2 separate regions of the Danio rerio genome follow, and region 2 is linked to region 1. The links are chromatin contacts, called in public Hi-C maps. All regions are on one chromosome and are shown on one strand. The core of a region is the stretch at or near the end of the contact, and the rest is flanking DNA. Distances in the headings are between cores, read along the strand shown. Region 1 overlaps sipa1l1 (signal-induced proliferation-associated 1 like 1). Region 2 overlaps sipa1l1 (signal-induced proliferation-associated 1 like 1).

Region 1 (6,780 bases), core at 1,290-3,789:
GATCCTGAAAATAAAGGAAACATTATGACTGTGAAAAAATAAGTTTATTGCATGATAAAGATTGTTAGTTAGTTAGTAACTAATAAAGAATACAGTGCTCGGCATAATTGAGTACACCACATTTTGCAAATGAATATTTTTATCTATTTCTCAGTAAATACAGGCAATGTTTTTTGTTTATTTAAACAAAACAGATTTATTTAACAGATGTATTCTTTCAAATAATATTTTGTCACCAAACATATTTAGAAATTGAAAAAAATACAATTAAATTCAAGCTAAATATTGCAAAAAAATAAAATAAAATAGAATTACAACCTACAAAATTTAAACAAAATTTTCAATTTCTAAATTCAATATCTTTTTTAAATTTGTATTTAATATTTTTCTATAACCTGTAAATTTGGGTGTACTAGTTTCTGGACCGTTATCCTAAGTTATTTGGTTAGATAAGCTCTAGATTTGGCTTCCGTACAGACTAAACTAATGTATATGTGCAAATATAATAATGTATAGCCTACTATTAAAAATATGAATTTAAAAGATAGATTTCTCAAGGGTGTCCTCGTATATGCTGAGCACTGTATATCAGTTATGTACTTGCGCATTTTGTTTTGAGTGCAATTACAGAGAGAGCTCTGCCCACACATTCCTTTCATTGGCTGTAATTTTGATTAATTTTGTTGTGTCATGTTGCCATGTTGGGCCAGTTATAAACACAAAATTCCTGGTCACTGAAATGTTTTTATATCTGGTTAAGATACTGTGCAAGAATGCTAGAAATATATCCAAAATTGCACAAAATTGCTTTTGTATGGATTGTACATCCCTTTTAGCATTCCAAAAGGGGAAAAAAAGTCACTGATAGAACCGATATCAGAGAACAAATGCTTTCACTGTCAATCCTTTTCCACTTCACATATTTGTCCTCCTCTAATTTGAACAATTTCTCCATTATTTAGATCCAAAGCAGATTCATTCTTTTGAGGTTGTTTTTTTTTTCATATGAAATCCTAAGAATCAGACTGCACCAAGGTTAGAAGAGTTTGGATTTTTCATTAGTTTTACAAATTCAGTTCGTTTTAGTATTTACAGGTAGATTCACTAGATTTTATTAGTTTCTATATTTTGAAATTGCTTAGTTTTGTTAAGTTTTTGTTAGTTTCAGTATTAGATTTTGTTTTTTTCTAAATTAGGATATTAGTTGGGTTTAAGATACAAAGGACACATGACCATTATCATCTACCACTACCATCTACTCATCCACAAGTTTAAATACAACAGACGTTTAGATCTTTAACGCCGAACCAGATTCTGAGACAATCCTAAAAATAAAATTTTGTACTCAGCAATCATAATTTTAGTCAGTTAAAACATCACCATGATCTAAAAAGTTTCTTAAAATTATTAATTATGAAAATAATTAACTCAGTTCGATTTGGTGAACTAGTTCAACTGGTTCACTTAGAAGACCAGGTTGAAAAGAACTATTCATTCGCAGTGCTGTCAATGTGCAGCTGTTATGTCCACTCGTTGTTTTTATCGCGGGAGCAACAGCGAGGATAACTGGAGGAGAACCGGCTCAATCTGGCCAATGGCAGCAGGATTACAGACTCTGAGGTGCCGTATGGGTCAAACACCTGACAGCGAGACAGATGTACTTTTAAAAGGTTTACAATAAGATTGTGTAATAAATACATTTACAAAGATAAAAACGAAGGACGTTTTTGCTAAAATTTTATTTTGCTATAGTGTTTCAGTTATTTTTTTCTATGTACACAATACAGGTTCAGTTAGTTCTAGTTTTTTTTTTTTTAAACTCTCGTTGTTACCTTTATTTGAATTAATGAAAAAAAAATTTGGTAATTTTCGTGAACTTTAATAACCTTGGACTGCACTTTTTCTCTACATTTAATCAGTAAGAACCTAAAGTATTTTGGTCTAAAATCTAACCAGTGAACATACTAGTGAACTGCACTTCAAAGCCACCCCAAAATAAAAAAACAGCAAAGGACAGCATTTTTCTGACTGACCTCTCATACCCCAAACAGTCGCCTGCAATCATGAGCACGGCGTATAATTCTAGGCTGTGGTAACATTTACAGCACGGGTCGTAAGGTTTACTGGGCCGAACTGCTCAGATGTGTTTTGTGTAGGCTGGACCCTACTATTATCATTGGAGTCGTCGAGAGGTCACATAACGGAGCTGAGAAGGGTCAAAGAGCGAGTGGAGGAGGGCCGCTCGACCACAACAGTCAGAGAAGCTGGAAACAGTGAGATGCTTGTGAAGAAGGGGACATAAACAGAGACAGAAAGAAAGTGAGAGACAGACGCAGTGGAGGCAGAAAAGACTGCCTGCAGCTCCTGCGTTCGGGAATATTCCTGTCAAAAGCAGGAGACATGTGGAGAGGCAGAGGAATGGAGAGAGGAAAAGAAACAAGAAAAATACGCAGAAAGGGGGTGGCAGTGTGAGTCACAGCACACTTGGACCTTGAAGAGTGAGAGGAGATGGAGTGGGGGGGGGGTGCTAGAGGCACACAAAGCACTGCTTACACAACCGTACCAGCAGGAAAGAGGAGGTATTTCTGTCTTGCTTGAACCCATACACAGCCTGCTGTTTAGAGACACCGTTTATGTTGCTGCCTTTCACTGGACACAGCTTACTTTCAAAGGCTATGCTTGATCTATCGAGCCCTCTAAGGTCGACCACGGTTATACAAGAGAGAGGTATTCAGGGGGAGGGAAGGATCAGGTGATATGCTATGTGTTGCCGAAATGTTTTTGCAGTAAAAAACAAGTGGTCAAACTAAAAATAATAATAATGACTTAAAATAAGAATGCATCAACGCCAGGTGGAAATGTGGGATAATAAAACTACATAGCCTGAGGCATGGCAAAGGAAGAAGTGCTTCGATGCATGTTTTAAAGAGTAATACCTTTCCTCCAGTTCCTGGGTTGAAACAATGCTTCGCTTTCGGTGATTTGTAATGAAAGCACTTGAGAAGAAGCATAGGTTTAACATAACCTGGAGTGACTGAGAGTGGTGTTTGTCCGTGTGGCCGCCACTGTGCTAAGGTGTTATTAGTGGGTGCCTAGACATTGCTATGCGGTTGCTAAGGTGATCTGAGAGGTTACTTACTAGAGTCAAAAGAGCTCACCCTCAAGTCTCTTTGATATTCTGATCCTCAGATCCTCCCGTCAATGCAAGTCTAAAGGATTTTTTTCGCCTACTTCATCACTGGCCAGGTGATAAAGTCTATGCAGGCTTCTTGAAAAGTAAAATCAGACTTTGCACCTGTGCATGAGGTAACTAGTTTATCTTAACGTGTAAATACACAGTAAAATTTCTAGCTGCTAAATTTTACTTTTTTTCCAATATTTATAAAGTTCAGCTTATAATTTACAATATCAGCTTAGAGACAATTCATTTCAAATCAAATTAAATCAAAATCCTGTGGACCACAATAAAACCTGAAAGTTTGCCTTGAAGGGCACCCATGATGAAAATCATCTTTTGTAAGCTGTTTGGACAGAACTGTGTGTAGGTATAGTGTGTCCACTGTCATATTGTGGTGATGTAAACACAATAAGTCACTTTTTGTAAATTTCCTGACATTAAAATAGGATCCAAATCCCTCCCATTTTGAGGCCCACTGCAATGTGACGTAGGAGTGTGGTTTCCCCACCCACCGAATTGATGAGTAAAACGTTTTTTAAAAAGTTCATGTTGGTAATGAATTACGTGAAGTTTTTAAACTAATTTCGAGAGGAGCACGTGATATAATTGACAGCAGCTGGCCACCTATCTACACTCATTAGTTAGCCAATCAGATCTATCCTAACCCACTATAAGTAGCCTAGCTAGACATTACTCCCTTATCTTCGTTTTCCGAAGAAACAAACGACAGGTCCGCTCTAGCTCCTCCAAAAGTTACTCACGGACAAAACGGATCCTCCACATCTCCTACTATTCTTCAACTACAATACCACACCACCTTTAATACCATCGTCAGCAACTACCAAAAATGACAAAAACAACAACAACAGCGACGGCGGCTGAGATCACAACAGCATCAGCGCAGCTACATACAAGAAAGAAAGCTCCGGGCTCCCTGAAACACCAGCCCCGTCTTAACAACACCCAGCCCAGCATGAAAGTCAGCTCGAGACCGAGGCTCCAACGAGAGGCCGTAGGCCTATCCACTCCAGCCAGATCACAATGCAATCCCCAGCTCCGCTACGTACCTTCTCCAGCATCATCATGTGTCTCTCATATCCAACAACGACTGTCACTGAACTCCTCCAAACTCCTAGACGCCGGGACCATAATTCAAAGCCGCTGCATTAAACCCAAAACACTTGCGAATCCACGTCTTCACCGCCACCCCCAGGACATAACACGCTCCTGCCACACCCCCTATCCTAAACCGACATTAAACCCGCAATCTCTCCGCCTCCCCGGAGAATCAAGGAAAGGATTAAAAAGCAATATTGGATTTGGACATATTGCAGCAATCATAATTCTAAACACGGATAAAACCTATCTCCCGGACAATAAAGCAACTCTTGGGAATCCCACCTCACCTCTTCCATCCTGCAGCTCCCGATTCCAGTGCACACTCCAGTCCTCCTCTTTCAGCGATCCTTACCACCTACGCACCCCGCCCCTCTACCTTGCGTATCATTGCTTTTTCCCCCTCTCATTTTTACAAGCTCGCAGCTACTGCTGATTATTTTCTATTATAAAATAGAAATTACTTGTCGACTTTTGTCAATTTGTTTATGCTTTTACTGAATTACGTTTGTAACTGACCTAATTTTCTGAATTTCTCATTCCAGGTTTCGTCTACTGAAGCACAGCCGATCTCGGCGCTCCCTTCCCACAACCTCACTAGCCGTCCACCAACGCTACACCAGAAATCACAGAGCAATTCCCTGTTAAGCACATCCATACCAGCCCTACTGAAATGGACATTAGAACGTTTCTAAAAACGTCTAATAACGGCTCTTTCATCTCCTCATAATTCTGCCTTTTTCAGCTTTAACAGCATGATTATGCCAGATGAATATGCTTAAATTTTCACGTTATAAACCAAGCAATCTCTCTAATCTAGACGGCTGCAGCGCTCGGTTGCAATCAACATTACACCCGCCACCCGATTTCTGGCAATCGGAGGTCACAATTACATTTCGCAGTCCGTTTAACATTCGGATGCAAAAGTAGCCCACACATTTATGCTTAAAAACGATCCGCTGGATTTCGCCAATAACTACGGTGTTTGCACGTAATTCACCTACAAGTTCCCGTTTCTCTCTCCCTAATATCCCCCAGCTAAACTAGTGACCGGTTTTCTAATATTTGCATTCTCATTGCGGAAGAACCTCCGGCTTAAGCACTTCTATAGAATTCTTAAGCATCAATTTGGAGTGATAGAATTTCAAGCATTAATAAGCTACTTGAATAAATCGACAATCAGTCCCCTTTTATATTCTGGAAGAAAAATATCACGCTAAGCATAAACTGCTCTCCATCTAGAACATCAAACACACATGCGCATTATCCCGCAGGGATGCCTTTTCGTCACCCACCTATTTCATCTCGCAGCAGCAATCTCCGGAATAAAAGAGAAATGATCTAAATCCGATCTTGGCCGTAACAAACTCTGCCTGAGGGGCGTCGCGCACCAGAGGCGCCGACGGCGCGGTGACGCGACGCACTTACGACAGAGAATAGTAGATTAATGCACACCAGACTCACGCATTCATACTTTATCAAATAAACTAATCAATTATACAAATAGCGCTCCGCGGCGCGGCAGAATACGAAGTCTCCTGAATTGTGGCTGGGCACTACGGACAGCCGCATTGACTTCCTTATTATTTATTCCTTCCTGTGAAAGTCAATGGTTACAGGTTTTCAGCTTTCTTCAAAATGTTGTCTTTAGCGTTTAACACGGGAGTCACTAACCTCTGAAACTATAAGAGCTTTCGGGCACCGATTAACGTGGAGGGCTACCAGTTGGATAAACACTTCTCAAATAACAAATTGCTCAAATTACTTATAATTATAATTTAAGTTTTGGTTATTTTTAATAATGAATAATATTCATCCAGGTGTAGTCACTGATCATGTTATGATTCTCTCAAAGTTACCAACAATGATTTAACAGGGTAGGAAATACCCCGTAATTAATATATCAACGTGCAACACTATTTTATTTATCTTTGCAAATATTTACATTTTTAAATGATTACTTCCATATTAGAGAAAGCTTACTTGTAAGTGGTGTTATGGTGAGCTATTTTAGAACAGGCCTGTGAGCAACACACGAGAGCCTCGTGAGCTATCTGGTGCCCATCGGTACCATATTTGGTGACTCCTGGTTTAACAGAAATGAAATTCATAAAGGTTCGTAACCATCAGGTAGCGCTTAAAGCATGCGACCTGCTTATGCTTCCTTCCTTAAGCGCTGGAATAGAAGCCATTCATTTATTAGCTATCCAATTTCATCCTCAGTATATCCTTTTTACACAGATGCTGCCCCCTTCGTGGGGTATATTATCGGGGCCGCCAATGCGCTTCTAACTGGCAATAAAGTCAATACATTCTGAAAAAAAAAAAATAATAAAATAAAAAAAAAAAATAAAAAAAATAAAAACTTCTGTACATGTTCCTAGTTGCATAGGAAATCGCTGACTCTCTTTTGCTTTATTTTCAGAAACTGGTATCAGAAGCAGAGCCGCAGCTGACTCCATCTCTCCTTTTAAGATGATAATCCC
Region 2 (7,301 bases), core at 2,444-4,943, 35 kb after region 1:
CTAACATAAATATAAACATTTATTTCCATATATGAACATGGTCACAGATATTTCGTGCACCACTACCAACATATCAAATGTTGCATGACTGCAAACACTCACCTCTCAAGTAAAAGTTCTTCCTGTAATAATAGGCACCCAAGTCCACATGTTCAAGTATGTTGCTCTTTCCTCGATCATGGTGAAGACTCTTGCCATCCTTTGGGGCCTCAAGAACAGCCACTCCAGCATTGCTAAAATGTGTGTTGGGAGCTCTTTCAGGAGATCCTTCTTCATCTCTAGAAGAGCTGGAGGCACCACTGCCGATACTGCCCTGTTTTGAAGGGCTGATGTTTCTCTCTCCCTCACCGCCAATTTCATTCCGGAAACAAGGACAGCTGAGAACTAAATCATTGCTCTTGTCATCACCCGAGTCAAGAGAAGGCCCATCCTTGACGCTGAGCTCTTCCTGACTCCCACAAGGAGAACCATAAGCCCCACTTTGGGTGGACGAGAGAGATGACGTGTTGGAGGCCGAGGCTGCAGCAGCAGCAGAGGCACCAGTGGTGGTGTTCTTTCGCTTAGCGGCACTTTGCCGACTCTGCACAACCTCATTCAGGTCAAACAGTATACTCTGGACATCAAAGTGTGCAAACCCTTTCTGGCAGACCCATGGTTTTGGAGGAGGACCCAAGTCATCAGACTTTCCATCCTCTGCATCTGAACCTGCACGTGACGAATCGCCTTCAGCTTTGACACTCCGCAGCTTTCGAAATATGGACTCTCCACCAGTTTCTGACTTTGAGCGCCTTTTCATTTGTTTTTCCCTTTCTTTCAGGCGACTGGCAGGACTTCCCCGAGGAGGACCAAGAGGTCCATCGGGCAAGTCGAGGGCTGTCTGTTTATGGGCGACTGTCAGTAACTCACTTAGCTTTTCAGGGGCAGGACTGCGCTGGTCTGGAGCATCTGTCGTGTAGCCTTTGAGCATGTCGAAGAAGCTTTCACCTGACACACCATGCTTGTCGATAGACGAGGTACTGCCATACTCTCGATGCATGGGGGTCCATCCTGAAAAAGACCAGCCTTCGCTTCCATCGCCATCTAGTTCACTAATGGTAATATCACTGTTGCTGCGTTGTCTAATTCGCCGCATGCCTTTGCGGGGCGATCCAAGATAGCCGTCAGGTGACAGAAAGCGATTGTCTTTGCCTTTGCTCTGCATCTTGTTCTTTAGCGTGTTGTGAATGTTACGCAACATGGAGGAGTCCTGAGGGCTGATCAGGTGGCCAAGTTTGCTTGACAAGTTGCTCTGGGCGCTTCCTGTGGTAGTGGATGGGGAATCAGTTTCCACTGTGATGTGCCAAACCCCACCTCCATTTCCTCCTCCTCCTCCTCCTCCTCCTCCTCCTCCTCCGCTTCCACTACTTCCACCACTGCCTCCACTTCCTCCACTGCCACCATCTTTCCTGGGAGGCCAGTCAGCAACCCGAGCTCTAACGCCCATTTTGGGAACTCCCGGCGTGCCGGTCAAGTGTGTACTTTCACTGCGAGGGGGCGGTGCACCTCCATTGGGCAAGCGCAGACGGCGAGTATAAAACTCATCAGAGGCGGGAACAGAACCGCCCACAGAGCGTTCGGTTTGTGAACGCTTTAGACTGGTCATGGTATGGCTAAGTGGCGGAGCTCAGCACTGGAGCATGCCCGCAGTGTAGCTGAAATAACGAAGCTTAGGAAACATGGGCAGCCACTCAGCTGGAGAGGCCAGAGAACAGAGGACCGATGATAATAAAAGTGAACTTTAAAGTGAACTTGAATCAGGCATGTGTGGCGACCATTAGGTGATTAGACCTTCCTCCTCTCATCCCTTTATGCAAAACTGAAACACATAAAAATGGGAAAGGTATGAGAATAAGCTTTGCTAATAAAGGTTAAAAATTATAATGAAGTAATAAAGGTAAACAGATTATAAACAACATAGACAGCCAAAGTAATGAAACAGAAGGGCAATATATTAAAAAATTATTGACTGCATTATTATGGAGTGCTTTTGATGATAGTTACATGAGTCACATGTTAACATCTGACAACAATTTTAAACTTGAGTAGAAAAAAAAAGAGGTCAAAATGGCAGATGAAGCATAGACTGAAAGACACTTGATTACATACAGATTTGCTGTGTACCTGCTTTAAATACTAACATCATGCCAAAGCAAACATGAAAAGAATGTTTTTTTTTTTTTTCATTTGTAAACTCTTCAGAAATCTAGAAAGCAAAAATATATGCACAATCATTCTGAATTTACAAAAGAGATTTTACTTAAGTTTTATGTTATGAATAAGTGTTTTACATAAGGCACCGAATTATGACCAGATTTCACCTGTTCAGCTAGGAGTTTATATGGCAGGCCTTTAACTGCTACACTGTTCATACACTTGGCTGTGCCAAAGGGCAGATTACACCACATGAATAAATCAATGCCACACTGCCGTGGAGAGGCAGAACACTGCACAAGTACAGACACAAACCAAATCGAATGATTAGATATCACCAGGATGTTTTGATGTGCAACGTAACAAAGATGGTCAAAAGCCATTCAACAATTTATTTCATCTAGTTAATTCCTACTTTACCATACAATCCTTTATCTTAAATTACTTGAGGCAACAATAATAACTAGGCATTGGCCATAGGCATTGAACATCGGCCAAGATTCTGACGGTTTACTAACTTTGGATAAAAAGATCAGTTTTACAATAATGCGATTACTAATCTAAAATATATTCTTATTAAATGTCTGGGTAAAAAACAAAAACCTTTTCCCCTTTAAACACAATATATTTAACTTTGAGAAACGTTTAATATATTTTATATTGTCAGGCATTATATGTCAGGCTAAATAATTCAAATAAATCATTGACTTCTGCTGTATTCATTAGTTTTAAAAACACAGATTTTTATTATTATTATTATAACAAATCAAATTAGTCCCAATAGAGAGAATTAAGAACAGGACACATGTTAAAATCCATCTGCTGTATGGATATCTATTATGTTAATGTACAAAATAAACCTGATTTAACGTCCACAAACCGGGATTGAAGCATCTTATTTTATAAATGTACTGACATGCATCTGCGGTGATAAAGTAAAGATGGTAAAAGCGCTGTAATTCATTACAAACATGCACAGTTTTAAAAACGTTTTAAACTTAATAAGCGGCTGTCAATTAAATCAGAGGACAGAAAAAAACCACACACGTCACATTTAGTGGGTGTCAAAATGGAAAGGATTTAGATCCTATTTTAAAGTCAGGACATTGGAAAAAAGAGATTGTCTTTATATCACCCCAATATGACTGTGGACATGCTATGCCCACACAGTTTTGTCCAAACCACTTACAAAAGATGATTTTCATCATAGGTGCCCTTTAAGCTTTAAAAACACTTACAAAATTAGCTTTATCCTTGTACGATTACCAATTGCAAAACCCATACCAGACCTGGTCAGAAAGCTACACAAGTAAAAACTGAATACAGCAGGTGGCACTGCACATAAGTCCTCATCGCTCAAATTGTAATGCACTACAGATGAACATTGTTCTCATATGACAGGAGAAGCTCTGAAATGTCAGTTTCCTTGGTTTCCTGGCAACCATCTGCCGAGTGTTGTGGTGCAGAGCGGCAGTGCTGCTGGGTTAACCTTAATGAGAGAGCTGAAGCCCAGTGACTACACACATACACACACCTCCATAATCTTCCACACACACACACATCAGGAGAACAACCCTAAGACAAGATCCACGAAACAGTGTAAATGATCCATAGTATAAATGTAGCTAAAAATATCTGATGAAAAAAATATGTGAAAGCTAGCGATTATGCTAATTACGATCAGGGCAACACATACGACCTAACATTCAGTGTTTAATCACAGCATGTATCATAAGGACTAAGAGCATAGCATTAATATTACTACAGCGAAATGAAAGTCTCCCAAATGAAGAGGCAGGCTGGAATGGAACAATAGACGAATCCCACTGAATCACTTGACATTTTGGAGATTGTGAATCACATTAGTAGTGCTAGACCATGTGTATGCGCTGATGAAATTATGAGATAATCTTCCTGCCGGTGAGTCCTGACCTCCCGATGGCTGGAAGGGGTGTGTGGAGAGCCGGGTGTGGCAGCATAACAAACCCCAACAACACACACTCGACGCACCGAGTACAGATGAGGTCATGGGTATTTCCATTTTTTGAGAGTGCTTTTGCTCTCACGTCTGCTCTCCCGCAGAAACCATGCTGTAATACATTTCGGAGGTTGCAGCACAGGTGCTTCTGCAAGGCCGGGAGGAACTCTGTGGCTTAGTCATACACAGCTGCCAAATTACAGCCCGGAGTATGACAGATGGGGGCAGCGCGGGCTGACAGATCCCATGTAGCCAGTTAATGAGACAGATACCTGTGACGAGCTTCACCAGGAAGACCGCGAGCAGGGCAGGTATGACTAACACACCAATGAGAACTTTAACTCGGAGGACAAATCTCAGACGAAAGTGTGACCTTATATAGACCGGCTCTTTCCCTATAGAAAGGAATAGAAATAAAAGCTTATCTTAAATTTTTGTTTTAACTAATAATAATAATTTTGTAACTGGTTTATTACTTAAATATATATGGTTAAAGGGATAGTTCAAACAAAAATAAAATCTATATCTGTCTTTTTCTCGACCTTCACTTTAGTGCTCCACAATATTTTATTTCAGCATTGATCTCGCAAAGTGAACATTTGTAAAAGTCACATCACTAGAATACGCAATGTTGAGTCTGGAATTTAATTTATCATTTCAAGAGTGTGACAACAACGATAGTAATGTAATGATAGTAATAATGACAGTAAAAAGGAAAAAGGACAATAGTAATATTAACTGATAACAACAACAATGATAATTACAAGTACACCAACAACTACTATGGAAATTACTAATGTTACAACGACAACAGCCAAAACAATGACTACTCCTACAATGTCTTCTACTACTGATCCTTTTACAACAAAGGCTACTACCTCTGATACTATCACAATGTCTACTACTACTGATGCTACAACATCTACCACTACTACAACAAGGACTGCTACCACTACTACTGCTACATCTACTACTGATACTACCACACCAACGACGACTACAACATGTGTTTGTGTGTGGGTTTTAAAAAGCATTCAGGCCTAAGAAATTGAACTGTTTTTAACTAATACATTTATAATGATAAATTATATTGAATTGTTCATGAAATGAAGACTATGCAGTATTATTTTACATTTGATTAATCAATTACTGTACACCAGAATGCAGTTCGGCAACTCAAAAAACAATAAAATGCTGTTTACATAATTTGTGATTTTTTTTACTGAATTTATCTATGCTTTTAGATTGTTCCTTATACTTAATGCACATGCACTCCCCTCCAGAATCACCCCAAGATCTTACGTCATCAAACGTAAGATTATAAATTCTTTCCAAATAGTTATTCAACACATTAGTGAAATCCTATTTATATCGCAATATTTATATTATATTAGATTTTTGCAATATTATGCACTACCTATTTAGTATTTAGTAGTAGTATTACCTACTACTAAACCTATTTGAGTTTCTTTATTCTATTGAACACAACAGAAAATATTTTGCAATGGTTGACTTCTATAGTAATGTTTTTTCTACTATGTAAGTTAATGAGTGACGCCAACAAGAATATCTTCTTTTGTTTTTTTTTTTTTTTTTTAAAGAACAGATCTTAAAAAATTAAAACCACATTAGTAAAAGTAAATGCACAGGCAATTTTCATTTTTGGGTGAACAGTCTCTATAAATTGCTGTTTTTAATTGGCCAAATCCTGCTTGGAACTTTTAAAAGACAATAAAAGTTGATTTTGTTTATTAGTGGAGTCAACATGAGCTGTTGAGCATGATTGGTTTGAAATGAACTCTCTATTCGGTCTTTTAAAATATATTTACAGACGTCATGTAATGTGTCTTAACCAAGTCCAAGCAAGAATATAAGCTCAATAACCCGGTGTTGGCAGCTTTAAATGACCTGATCATAATTCAAGTTCACCGTATTTTTTTGAAGCTGTTTCCAACCATTTTAGAGATGCGCATAAAAAAATGAGTTGATCAAAACAGCAAGATGTGCATCAATTTTGACAATGCGCATAAAAAACATATGCACATAACTGAGTAGGATAAACCTTTTGTTTAATAATAAGAAATACGCATACACTATGATGGAAACACTTACCGAACAAATTCCAGTGTGCGCAATAAAAAGTAAAGTGACTTTGTAACAGATCATGTAAGGATAAAATTTTTGTGAATGAACAAACCAGCAGGCTGAGCACATTTTAAAACATCTGAAATGTTGTTTTAGTCAATCTAAAACACCTTAACCATTTCAGTATTAGTGTTATTATAATATTAATTACCTGAGAACTGTCAAGAGCGTCTGTGCTCAGAGTCTTACACCTTTAAACGCCACCACGTGTTTATTTGGTCAGCATTGTCTTCTGAGGTGCAAGTCATTGATTAAATAAGGTCACTCAGTTTCTCCTACCTTGAAAAATTCTACTTTTACATTTGATAATTGGCGCCAGTTAATCAAGAAATGACAATTTTTATCTTTTAGACTCATTGGATGGAAACGCTGCTTTGTTTGCACGTCTTTTATGCGATATTTCAGTTTTGCGCATAAACTTAATTTTATTTTAACTTAACCTAAAACATAGCTACTGGTATAAGCTCTTGCATTATGCACATATCAGATACACATCAGATTTTTTTTCACATTGGAATGAGAAAAACCAATCTGAGTATTGCAGAAATGCATGTGATTTTTTTTCCTGCTTATACATACGCTTACCATATCCTGTGCAACATGAGAAGAAAAATACTGAATTGGGTCACTTGAACAATGCACATGCACCCTAACTGCATGATGCAAATTAAATTATCACACAATGCTACCTATAGAAAGCATTTATTATTCATGCCCCATTTTCAGTTCCCCCACGATGGTACTTCTATGCTGAAGCACCCTTAAGAAAATCCTTTCAATCCCAGCCTAAATGAACACCTCATCTTTAACTACTACACTAATTGGTTTGCACTTGGCAAATTAAATATGGGGTGTTAGCTTAAGCTGGAAACCGAGGAAAAAAGCATCATGTCAGGGTGAAAACAACTGCTCAAATGAGAAGAACATCAACAAGCACATGTAAAAGCAGGCTCAATGAATAAAATTGCTGAAAGGTTCTGATTCAGTC

The links. Hi-C and Micro-C count contacts between places; a contact is called where the count stands out from the background.
Region 2: a Hi-C map of an unstated tissue shows a contact between it and region 1, with 2.2 times the contacts expected there. The contact joins two enhancer-like sites. A contact is called at or near these places in 2 of 18 Hi-C or Micro-C datasets (caudal fin and an unstated tissue).

Annotation. Positions count from the first base shown.
Region 1 is chr20:31,399,397-31,406,176 of GRCz12tu, forward strand. The region is part of intron 12 of sipa1l1 (signal-induced proliferation-associated 1 like 1); the gene reads right to left. Among named protein-coding and RNA genes, the nearest start is that of rgs6, 25 kb to the left of the region's middle. Within about 2 kb of position 2,540, at least 37 of the 62 cell types and tissues checked have an H3K27ac peak or open chromatin away from gene starts, as enhancers often do.
Region 2 is chr20:31,433,333-31,440,633 of GRCz12tu, forward strand. It overlaps sipa1l1 (signal-induced proliferation-associated 1 like 1), which reads right to left. Exons shown (of 21, transcript NM_001281792.1): 2 at 103-1,855. The coding sequence starts at 1,642. Among named protein-coding and RNA genes, the nearest start is that of rgs6, 60 kb to the left of the region's middle. Within about 2 kb of position 3,694, at least 16 of the 62 cell types and tissues checked have an H3K27ac peak or open chromatin away from gene starts, as enhancers often do.